Linked DNA regions of Mus musculus: regions 1, 3 and 4 are each linked to region 2. A link is a contact called in public HiChIP or PLAC-seq and promoter capture Hi-C data. All regions are on one chromosome and are shown on one strand. The core of a region is the stretch at or near the end of the contact, and the rest is flanking DNA. Distances in the headings are between cores, read along the strand shown. Region 1 holds the start of B430306N03Rik (RIKEN cDNA B430306N03 gene). Region 2 holds the start of Usp49 (ubiquitin specific peptidase 49). Region 3 holds the start of Rpl7l1 (ribosomal protein L7-like 1). Region 4 holds the start of Klc4 (kinesin light chain 4).

Region 1 (2,877 bases), core at 247-2,746, 690 kb after region 2:
TGGGAGTGGTGAGGAGTCACCTAGCTAGCCCTTCAGCTGCAGAATGTCAACCTGCCAAGGCCCAACTCACCCCTAGACACCTTGTCTTGCCACTGGCTGATTGATTCTGGTATCTAAAGGCTTGGCATCCCTTTGCCAACTTGATTAAAGACTTTCCCACTTCTCAGGCCTCCTCCCAGGGTGACCTGCACTTCCCCAGTGCCTGCACAACGCTCATTCCTCTGTCCCGTTCTTCCGCAGAGCCTTTCACAAGTCCTGTGCCCATCGGCTTCAGCCCTTGCTCCCTGGCATCCTACCTGAAACCCTGCATTTCCATTTAAAGGTTCCCCACTATTACAGGTTTTTACATTTTATTTTTATTTATTTGTTTATTTGAGACAGGGCCTCTGTTGTGCTCACCTTGTCCGGCAAGGAAAAACACAACACGGTCGGATTCCTCTCAACAGCTTTATTGCAGGAACGCCTCAATGCTAAGGGAACCCCGGGAACCCAGGGAGGACTGCTTATATACACCCCAGCACTGGGGAGGGCTATGTGTCCTCCTGGGATTGGTCAGTCTGCCGGCACTTTAATTTGCATGCACCCGCTTGGGAGGGGTTGGCGCCAGATTCGGGCTAGCGCCTGCGCAGTAGTGTTGTTTATGGTGAGGGTGTACCGGAGACCGGCGCCATCTTTTAGGGTTAGGCCGGCTGCCTACAGGCCTCATGTAGCCCTGATTGAACTTGCTACGTAGCCAAGGATAAACATGACCTCTCCATCCTCCTGCCTCTGCCTCCTAAGTTCTAGGATGATAGTCAGGCACCATCATGCCTGGTTTTCTCCTTACTTATCTGATAACTGGGAACAGCCTGTAGCTATTGATATTTCATAGTGCATGCACTGACATGCATATTTATTTACTTTAAGTTTTTTTTTTTCTGTGTGGAATCGAGCACACTGCTGTTGGGAATTGAGTCTCACATTTTAGCCTGTGGGTCATGGTTCTCAGTCTGGGTAGCACGTGTCCTTACCTGCTGAAGCATCTCACTGTCCTGTGACAACTATTTTTAAAATGTTTAATGAATACATCAAATTCTTAGCAGTGAATGTGGCATGTTGGGAAACTGGGTGTGTGGGGTAACATAGGGCCTGGGGCTCCCCTTTCCCTTCCCCCATTCTGAAGTCTTCCTTCATGCCCAGCTTTCCCATCCCCCACCCTGACCAGGCTCCTGCCCACTCCCTTGCTCCTCCATTCCTGAGAATAAATGCCCATCTCCTTTCCTCTCATGGCCTCTGCTCCACATGTGACAGGTGGGCTGGTAGGAGGGTCTAACCTGAGGGCAAGCAGGGCTTAGAGTTCTAGCCAGGTCTCCAAAGGGCCTCTGACTCTGTCACCTGCCTTCTGTGGGTGCATCTTGGGTGGAGAACAGAGACTTTAAGCTAAAGAGGAAGTGGCGGAACTGGCCGGGGAGGAGAAATGAGAATTCTCTTACTTCACTTTCCTCCTGGGTGTTCTCAGCTCTCCTCAGGCCTGGCCTTGTGAGGCAGGAGATCAGAGTCTCTGAGAGCTTTCATCTAGTTCAGAGCAGGGCTGTAGCTGGAGGATCCACAGGACTGCACAGGCCTTGCCCAGCTTCTCTCTCATCCACAGAGGTCTCTGCCTTCCTTAGCAGCTCCTGCAGAACTGGCTGTGGTGGCTCCTGAATCCTGCCCAGGGTTGCTCTTCTCTCTTCAGAGCGCCCCTCCTTTCTTGCTCAACATCACAGCTCAGGAGGACTCAGTGATGGCCTGGGAGCCCACATACCTGCTCTCCCCAGTGCTGCTGCTGCTCCTGGCCTCAGGTGAGGACAGGGACAAGGACAGAGGGAAAAAACCAGGTTGAAGAGAGGGCAGGGGACAGGAGGTGTGCACAATGGGGCTCTGTGCTTGTGAGGGCAGAGTACATGGGGGGCTGTGGCCAGCCGCTGCCTGCAACAAGTTCTGAGCATAGACACACAGAGGGTCTCTCTCTCCCTGAGAAGGGAACCCATCTCCTCCTGCTGCTGCAGAGGATGGGGGCTCTCTGACATGAAACATTTATTCCCAGGCTCCTGGACACAGAAACCAGAGTTACTTCGAGCACAGGAGGGTGAGACTGTTTCTTTGACATGCTGGTATGATTCGCTCTACCACTCCGATGAGAAGATCTGGTGTAAGCAAATAGACAACTTGTGTTACCTCTTCGTCAGCAAAAGTGCCGAGAAGCCAAGATTCCTCATCCAGCAGTCTTCTCGCTTCAACTTCTTCACTGTCACCATGACTAAGCTCAAGATGAGTGACTCGGGCATCTATCACTGTGGGATCGCTGTAAATACCAGGATAATTTATCTCAGAAGTATTCACCTGGTGGTGTCAAAAGGTGAGCTTCCCCTTCCATGTGGCTCTCGGCCTTCCTGAGTTGCAAGGCTCCAGAGTTGGAGAGGACTCAAGAAACAGCTTCCTCTAGTAGAGACGTTCTCAACCTGTGGGTCAAGAGCCCTACAGGGGTCTCATATCAGATATTTACATTATGATTCATAATAGTTACAAAATTACAGTTACAGAGTAGCAACAAAATACTTTTGTGATTAGGGGTCACCTCAGCATGAGGAACTGTCTTAGTGTCACAGCATTAGGAAGACTGAAAAATCACTGCTCTAGTTGCTGAAAACTGGCGTAGAGAAGAATGGCCCCTCCCCTAAGGCCACCAGCCGCTTAAAGCCAGTGGCCAGCTGAACCCCAAGCTTGCTGGCCTCTGGCTGGTTCTTACTGGTTTCTCTGAACACTTTTGCCTCGTTGCTGCTAACAGAAATCTATTTCTTTGGCTGGATCTCAGAGTTCCCCCATGCATTCACAGCCTTCCATTCCTGAACACCCGTT
Region 2 (2,839 bases), core at 195-2,694:
AAGTGCCTGGCCCTTTAAGGAGGAGGGCCAGACAGTAGACTCTGTACCTTTAAGAGCCTCTTTGTCTAGAAACCTTCTTCCGTACCTCAACCAAACTTTGCCGGTGACTCGCGCCGCGCCGCGCCGCGTCTTAGCCTCTCACACCGGCCCGCCACAGCCGCTGACCCGAAACTTGGTGCCCACGGCACAAACCTGCGTAAAGGGCGCGGGGCCCCAGGTCGCGGCCGGGAAGGTGCGCCGTTGGCGCATTGCGGGACCTGGGGGCGGGGCTCTGACAGGCGGGCCAATGGGCGATAAGGGGCGTGGTCCGCCTGCTCGTCTTGCGCCCGGGTGACAGCTCGCGCGTGCTGATGATGGCGGTAAATAGAGAGGGGAGGGAGCTGGGAAGGGGGCGGAGGGCCGGCGGAGCGGCCGAGGGGGCGGCCCGGGGGGCGTGAGGGGCCGCAGTGGCTGGGAGTTCGCGCAGATATTCGGAGGCGGGGACACGCGGCCCGGGCATGCCGGCCCTCCCCTTTTAAAGGAAAGGGAAAAAAAAAAAAATCCCCTCACACACCCGGTGAGGGGCGACAAAGGCGGCGTGCGCCTAGCGGGCGGGAGGAGCGGCGGCAGGGGGCGGGACCGCGACGCCGGCGGGCCCCGGGCGCCCGGGGCGGGGACGGCGGGCGGCGACAGCGAAGGCGCGAGTCCCGGCGCGCGGACGCTGCGTTTTGGCGGGGTGGGCGACGTCTGGGTTGTGAGGTGAAAGGTTTGAAGGGAGAGAGGGGAAGGCAGGCTGGGGCGGGGACGGAAGGGTTTGCTGAGTAGGAGATGAAGAGGATTAGGAGAGAAAGGGTTAGAAGCCGGAGAGTGGAGTGAGAAAGAAACCCAGGCTGGCCCCGGGATGAGGTTAGGAAGCCCGGGGCTGGGAAGAGGGATCCGGGGTCAGGGCTAGGAGCAGGGGTCTGGAAGAGGCAAGGCTTGGCAGGTGGGAGGTGTTGGGCCAGGGCCAGAAGAGTTGCAAGTGGAAGACAAGGAAGGAGCAGAGCCGGGGTAGTAGTTGGGAGTGGAGGAGAGTGATTAAGAGCCAGACGTGACAAGGGTGTGAACTAGTGCAGAGCTGGGGATGAGCTGAAGGGCTGGGAGCCGCTGGGGTGGGATCGACAAGGTGTGGGTCAGTAGCTGGTGAGGGGTGTAAATTCTGTAAAGTGAGGGAGACAGGAGACCTGGATCACAACCAGGTGGAATCAAGAATCGGACGTTAGTGGAAGGGCTAACGGGAAGCGAGCTGAGAGCTGGGCGTTAATAGGACAGTTCTGGGAGAAAAAGAAACAACGCTGAAAGGACGCTAGAAGCGGGGTGGAAGGAATGATGGTGAGCTGGGAAACTGGAGAATTGCTTGTCGAGGAGGTTCAGCAAGGTAAAGATAGTGGAGTCAAAAGATTGGCCGAAAGGCAACCCGAGGAGATGGGCCCTGGGAATTAAAGGATGGAATGGGGAGTGGGGAAAGAGAAAGGAGATTAAGGCAAGCTAGGGAAGTCCTGGTGGGTATAGAACTGGGGTGGGCTGCACAGGAGTGGGAAACGAATGTTTTGCCCTGAAGTGCCCCAGAAGGTCTGGAAGGGGCAGGGCACAAACGCTGTAGTGAAGGATCTGAAGTAGAGAGCCTTTGGTGCAGAAGATAAGGAACCATGGTGAGTGAAAGGGGACCTAGAAACAGGGGGAAAAGACTGAGAAGTGGGGGACCAGATGGGGGTGCAGCATAGGAGTTCTTTGTTAAGAGAAATGTGTATTGAATTTGTGAGTCCTTTTGTCCCTAATAGTAGGAAATTCCAGAAACCTTTTTCTCTCTTCAAGGAGTCTTGGATCCAGTTTCCATCTTTCGCCTGAAAATCCACTTTCATGTCCACTTTGAAAAGATGAGACCCATTTTTACTTGATTTTGTTCTTGTGGGATAGAAAAATTGGCAGCCTTGGGTGCTGAAAACCTCTTGGTTTCACTAATGTTGTGCTAAAGGGTAAATGAATTGTGTTTATTTACAATGTGCCTGTGGGATGTGGTAGTTGGGGTGGGTGGAGGAGCTGTTTTAGAGCTAACGACGCTGGCCAGGGCCAGGGCATCTCATTGAAGAGTACACCGTTGGGGAGAGAAAGACATGGTTCATTTGGTTTTTATTAATCAGACAGATTTCTGCCTAATTGTTTTCAGCAACTGAAGAATATGGAGAGAGAGAGAGAGAGAGAGAGAGAGAGAGAGAGAGAGAGAGAGAGAGAGAAAGAGAAATAACTAACCAGGGAAGTTTACTGAGCAGGAGTCTGAAGTCACTGCTCTAAGGGCGTTGAGTTCGTATGCTGCTTGCAGCTTTGTGTGGAACATTTTTCATGGGGTAATTTCTCCCCAGATCTTCAGACAGTGATGGAGAAAGGTTGACTGCAGAGCTGAGGAGAGTTTTAGAGCTGTGAACTCATCTTTTAGATTGCATAATGGCTTTATGAGTACCTTTTATGAAAAAACTTCTGTAAGATAAGATTGCAGTCCCTCTGCCTGTTGTATTGTATGATTGTGAATAGGAAGGGCATATTAATATTCTTTAGAACCCTTTGATTTGTAAGGCACATTTTTAATGAAAATAATTACATTTATTTGTATGTATGTGGAGCAGTTATGGAAGTCAGAGGACAACTTGTGGAAGTTGGCTCTTTCTTCGCATCATTTATGTACCGAGGATTGAACTCAGATAGTCAGGCTTGGCAGCAAGCTCTTTTACCCAATAAGCCATCTCTCTGGCACTATAAGACCATTTTGGAAATTAAAGGGAAGATGAGAATTTGGGGACAAATTTAAACTTATTCTTTATTGGTA
Region 3 (2,700 bases), core at 83-2,582, 850 kb before region 2:
AGGTTCTCTTTATATAGCCAAACTCTCCATTTTCCTGTCTCAACCTTCTAGAATGCTGAAAAGTGTGCCACAGATAGCAATTTAATCGCAGCATTCTAGAGGCCTAAGTAGGCTGATCTGTTAGTTTGAGGCCAGCCTGGTCATACAGTATTCCAGACCATATGTACAGACCCCATCTAAGAAACAAACCAACCCCAACAAAACATTTTTAAAATAATCTATTTTTTTCCCTGCCAAATTTGGTTTTACCACTAAATTTGAATTCAGAAAATGTCTTCACTTTTCCCTTAAAGGCTGGTCTAACATTTTGCTCACAGAAAGATGGTGGGTAAATCTTTGCTAAATGGAGGACTATGAGGGAGAAACCTGTGAGGGATCTGATAACAAATCTAGTTCAACGAACACCGTTTAGTAAAATCCGTCCACTACAAATCCTAACCCCCCCCCTCTCAGAATTACCTCTCTCTTTGCCAAAAGTGCCTGCTTTGCCTGAGTGGCTTTGAGGGCTTGATAAGCCTTCCTCTTTTTCAGAAGATTTTCTGGAACCAAAGGAATTTTTTTTCTTTCCCTGATAAAGGAACAAATTTGACATTAATGAAAATTGCCAAACCAACATTTGGTGGCTTTCCAAACCAATTCGAGATCCTGGTCTTCCCGGGACCTAAAGTTTCTGATGAGTCTTCGCCGTGCTCCTGTAATGCTCACTCGTCCCGAGAGCCTTTAAAAATCAGGAAAAACCTTTGCTCTCTGGGTTCGTTTTGGTCCGTGGAGCTTTAACAACTGTAGGCTATGACCTGTCACTAGCGGCAAGGAAATTCTAGTAAAATCCAGAAAGGGGCTATCACAGATCCATCAAGAAGAGTAATGATTAAGTCGAGCTAGGATGAGGTGGGGGGGGGGGGCACATGAAAGCAGGAGGGGGAATTGGGGGGAAAGAGCTTGGTGGAAGACGCAGGGGAATAAGAGATGATGGGGAGGTGATACGATCAAAATACACTGTACGTGTGTACCAAACTGTGAAAGACATGACAGCCAAGCTGAGCGAACTCAACTCTGGCGCTACGCAGCCACTCGCCCCTCCGAACCTCAGTTCCTCTTCTCGCTGCTTCCAAAGTCGTCCCGATCCCTGGTCGCGGAGCCCTACAGCATCTCAGCCCCCACCTTGACTTCATACTATGGAGCCTTTTTCTTTTCTCTCCACAGCCCACAGCTTCCTTTTGTATCACCAGAGTACAAACAGAAAGGATGGCATCGGATCCTCAAAGCCCCATAGAGAGATCCGAAGACACACTCACCCTTCCTCCGCCATCTTTCCGGTGCTTCAGCTACTGCGCTTGCGCAGCCTCACCGGGCGGGGTAGAGAGGCCCGCCTCGACGTCTCTTGTATCATAGAGACGGACTCTCGCTCCCGCAGGAGGACTCAGGCAGCCTGAGATTCCTTAGCGAATGTGAGCGTCTGGGAAAAGGTCTTGCTAGCCAGGATTCCGGCAAAAAACCCTCCAGTTTTCTTCCCATCCCTTCTAAGGTCTCTAGAGTCTGACACCCGTCTGGATCCAACCCTTTTCAGTTAGGCTGTAGGGTCTCGAACTCGGCCGCTTGTGAACAATTTAAAGGCTTTCCACAATGCATCTGCAGCTTCCGCTACGGCACGGGCTCTACAGAAGTTGGCCGCCTTGCTTAGGTGAGGTTTTTATTCCCGGAGACTTGAAGGACCGACGTGGCACTCACATTTGGTGGGCGGTTATTTGTGGAGGATTTGCGGAAATAAAAATGTGTCACCTACTCTGTGAGCCTTTGAATTCCTCACCTTTCTGCATCTCGGCTTCCTCATCCGTACAATGAATATCTACGGGTTCCCAGTGGCCGCCAGGGGGCTCCTTAAGATTTACAAAGCCTTAGCACAAGTTGGGTAAACAGTGGAGCCAGAAACTAGAAATGCTCCATTTCCATCTCAGAGCCTTCACTTGTTTAAGTTTCTCAGAATTTACTCCCATTGCCACATACTAGCACAGTGCTGTTTTATGCTAGCACAGTGCTGTTTTATGCTCTAGCCTAGGACAACGCCACTATATAACACTAGAAAGGGTCGCCACCCACAGCCTTTATCCTACACCTTTGGCTTATGGGCAGGAGACTTTTCTTATTTTCTGTGTCTCTTCTGCACCTCACTACACCACTTCACTACAGTGGGACTCTGCAAGGAATTGTTGAGTACCCAAGGACTGATACATGATGTTGGAACACACTAAAAAACTAGTCCACTCAACACGCTAATGTCATTACCAGATGAATGTCAAAGGAGATTAAGGGCACGACCTCTTCCGGCCTCCTGCACCAGGCATACCAGGTATTCTAAACTATTCCATGGATTGCGCTAGAACCATGCTTGTTTTTAAGTTTCCTCAAAAATCTCTGTCCGGGGCTGGTGAGATGGCTCAGTGGGTAAAAGCACCCGACTGTTCTTCCGAAGGTCCAGAGTTCAAATCCCAGCAACCACATGGTGGCTCACAACCATCTGTAACAAGATCTGACGCCCTCTTCTGGAGTGTCTGAAGACAGCTACAGTGTACTTACATATAATAATAATAATAATAATAATAATAATAATAATAATAATAATAATAATAAAATATATATATATGTCCCATATTGGGTGAGCCACTTGTCTATGTGACAGAGAAAGAAGAGCAAAATAAAAAA
Region 4 (2,700 bases), core at 85-2,584, 980 kb before region 2:
TTGGAGACAGAGCATAGGTTAGGGAAAGGAAGCAGGGGATCTGAAGCATTGTAAGAATCACAGAGGACTTGTGGGAGAGCTGTGCAGAAAGCAGTGTCCCAATAAAGGGGAAGGACCCAAGGTTAGGGATGTGGGAGTACAGGAAACAGCAGCCGTCATGACAAGGCTCTGGAAGGTTCAAGGTCTTCAGGCTGCATCAGCAAAGGCACTAAGCCCAGCACCTCCCAACCTGCTGATCTCCTTCCAAACCACCTTCTGGCCTCACTCCCCCCCCCCCCCCCCGAATTCAGCCGGTCTTCCTACTTCCTCCAAACTCATCCCTGAAGTCTCCTTACCTGCTTACAGAGCAGAAGCTCTTGGCTTCAGGCGGCTCCCAGGCCAGAGCCCGGAAGAAACTCTGACCTGAAACTAAGGATTTAGAAGGCTTTGTACTGCCCAAAGTCCAGAAGTCCGGCAGTCCCACCCCTTCTCTGTCACCACCTCACAGCCTCTCAGAGGACCTGGCACGGAGCCCCACCCAGGACAAACACCCTCCCTCCTCCAGCCTACAGGTTCTTCAAAGACTTGTACTAATGTCCCTTCTTCCTTAAGTCACTCTCCTCATTCCAGCTCGGTGCAGTTACTTTCTCCCGATAAGGAGACCTGCAGCAAGGGGTGTGGTGTCCCTGAGAAGGGAGACCCGGTTAGGATTCCCAACAGGATTACGGCAATCGCCTCCTTCCATAGCTTTGTCTGACATAATCACCTAACAGGCGCCTTAAAATGTCTCGCAAGTGCCGGATGGTTCAGGGATGCATAGCAGATCTGCTGAGCACAGTGGGGTCACGGAGCAAGGCTCCGAGCGCAGGCTACCGAAGCCTGAGGGCCCACAGTTCAGGAGTGTCTAAGGTTCCTGCCTCGCCCCGAGGGCCGAGGGTGAGGACAGAGTAAGATCGCCAAAGGCTGAGGGGAGAGGAAGGGCAGAGTGAGTGAGAACAGAGTTGCTGCCCGGGACCCGACATCAGACCAGCTCGAGGTCACAGTCAGGGGTTCCCATAGGGGGCGGGGCAGGTTATCCCACTGTCTGGACGCCGAGGGGCGGGGAAGAATCGCGGGGGGGCGGAGTTTTTGAGTCAGTCTAAAGTTTTCTGAGGTTAGTAGGAAGGGACTTATTCATTTGTCCCGGAATGTGGGAATAAGAGTCAGTGTAATCTTAATTCTCAGCCCCAGGGGTACTCCCAAAGACTCACCTGCAGTCTGCCGGTCCGGCTACCGCCTCCGTGGGTGCTGCCCCTTTAAATTTATCATGGCTGCCGCTCGAGGCAATTGTTTTGACGGCTCCAAGGGGCGGGGACTGCCGCCCGTCACGTGACCCGAGCAACCCCCCCCCCCGATGATTGGCTGAGAACTTGTTCTTTGGAGAGGCAAGAAAGCGTGTATCCTGCGGCGCTGCCGTTCTGTGCCCGCCTCTCTCGCGTCATTGGAAAGCGACGGGACCGGGACCGGAACGTCATCCCAGAGCGCCAGGCTCTGGATGAAGGTAAAAGCGAGCACGGCGCGGAGGAGCCCGGCCGGCCCATGGCGCTGTGTGCGCTGACGAGTGCTCTGCGCTCTTTGAGCCTGGCATCCGCGGCCATTACCGCCCGGGTTCCGACTCTGCTCCCTGCTGCCCAGGTAATCCGCTTACCTGGGAACTAGGATTGGTTCTTTCCGCCTGGGCTGTCCGGGATCCCGCAAGGCTAGGCGAGATCACGTGACCTTCGTTCTCCGTCAATCCCGATCTCAGATACGGGCTTCCAAGTGCTTTTGCAAGCCTTTACTAAACAGGTTGCAGAAGTAACATTAAGGTGCCAGCCGTAAACCAGGCAGAGAAGAGGACTGAATTAACCGACCTCCTGAGAGTTCTTATGCACATTTTGGGGATGAGAAACCTGGTCAGCAGTCTTACACCTTCTGGGGCTAGACAGACGGGCTTCGCAACTTGCCCTGCTACTGCAGATTAAACCTAGAGCCTCGCTCATTCTATGCGCTTCCTCTACCTCCTAGAACCAGTGCTCTTAACTGTTTTAATGTACGACTGGGTTATTGCTGATATTAGGGACTGTCGAACAGTGGGTCTGTAGTGGGCAATGGTGAATCACACACACACACAAAAGAAAGAAAGAAAGAAAAGAAAAGAAATTACTGATCTTGCTTCTCTGCATTTCTCAGGCTGAGCATGGCAGAATTTAGCGAATGTATATTTTATAATTCAAGCTAAACCAAACACTTAGTCTACAGCCAGTGGAAAAGCAAAATAATCATTTCCATTCATACTCGAAAATTCCTCAAACCGTGCATTGGGCAAAAGGCACCACTGCTGATGGTGGTGATAGGTGTGTGGAGTTTACCAGCTCTGGAGAAGTGAATTCTTCAGGGAAGGAAAGGTTTCCAGGCAAGAACTTGAAAGGATTTAGAAGATGATGAAAGGGAGACCATTTCCTTGGAGAATTATATCAGAGGTTTACCAAGTGATTACCAAGTAACTGGATAAACACATTACACTGGTATTTGTGAAGGTTGGAGATTAGGGGGCAGCGTTCTGAGATGTTTCTGGGAAGCTAAACTTAGTCTAGGTGCTTTCTTGCTTGGTTCTCTAAAAGAGAATATTTCCTTTAATCCCTAGATACAGAGCAATGTCCTCCTTCAGCTGCCCCCTGCCTTGGTGTCGCCCTCTTACCG

Evidence for each region. Promoter capture Hi-C pulls out the DNA fragments that hold promoters and counts their contacts. HiChIP or PLAC-seq counts read pairs in DNA pulled down with a chosen protein or histone mark.
Region 1: a promoter capture Hi-C map of pre-B cells shows a contact between it and region 2, with 2.4 times the contacts expected there. The contact joins the promoter of B430306N03Rik here to the promoter of Usp49 in region 2.
Region 3: an H3K27ac HiChIP or PLAC-seq map of microglia shows a contact between it and region 2, with 5 times the contacts expected there. The contact joins the promoter of Rpl7l1 here to the promoter of Usp49 in region 2. A contact is called at or near these places in 1 of 39 promoter capture datasets (liver) and 1 of 115 datasets of contacts at active chromatin or transcription factors (microglia).
Region 4: a promoter capture Hi-C map of pre-B cells shows a contact between it and region 2, with 4 times the contacts expected there. The contact joins the promoter of Klc4 here to the promoter of Usp49 in region 2. A contact is called at or near these places in 2 of 39 promoter capture datasets (liver and pre-B cells), 2 of 484 Hi-C or Micro-C datasets (B cells and regulatory T cells) and 3 of 115 datasets of contacts at active chromatin or transcription factors (double positive thymocytes, large pre-B cells and pancreatic cancer cells).

The regions. Positions count from the first base shown.
Region 1 is chr17:48,314,666-48,317,542 of GRCm38.p6, forward strand. B430306N03Rik (RIKEN cDNA B430306N03 gene) reads left to right here and starts at 1,497. Exons shown (of 6, transcript NM_177083.4): 1 at 1,497-1,820; 2 at 2,066-2,377. The coding sequence starts at 1,763.
Region 2 is chr17:47,629,246-47,632,084 of GRCm38.p6, forward strand. Usp49 (ubiquitin specific peptidase 49) reads left to right here and starts at 1,445. Exons shown (of 7, transcript NM_198421.2): 1 at 1,445-1,670. All of the region lies in intron 3 of Gm20517 (predicted gene 20517), which reads left to right.
Region 3 is chr17:46,781,324-46,784,023 of GRCm38.p6, forward strand. Rpl7l1 (ribosomal protein L7-like 1) reads right to left here and starts at 1,333. Exons shown (of 7, transcript NM_025433.3): 1 at 1,296-1,333; 2 at 460-568. The coding sequence starts at 1,309.
Region 4 is chr17:46,644,746-46,647,445 of GRCm38.p6, forward strand. It overlaps Klc4 (kinesin light chain 4), which reads right to left and starts at 1,335. Exons shown (of 16, transcript NM_001357130.1): 1 at 1,230-1,335. Mrpl2 (mitochondrial ribosomal protein L2) reads left to right here and starts at 1,484. Exons shown (of 7, transcript NM_025302.4): 1 at 1,484-1,653; 2 at 2,645-2,700. The coding sequence starts at 1,558.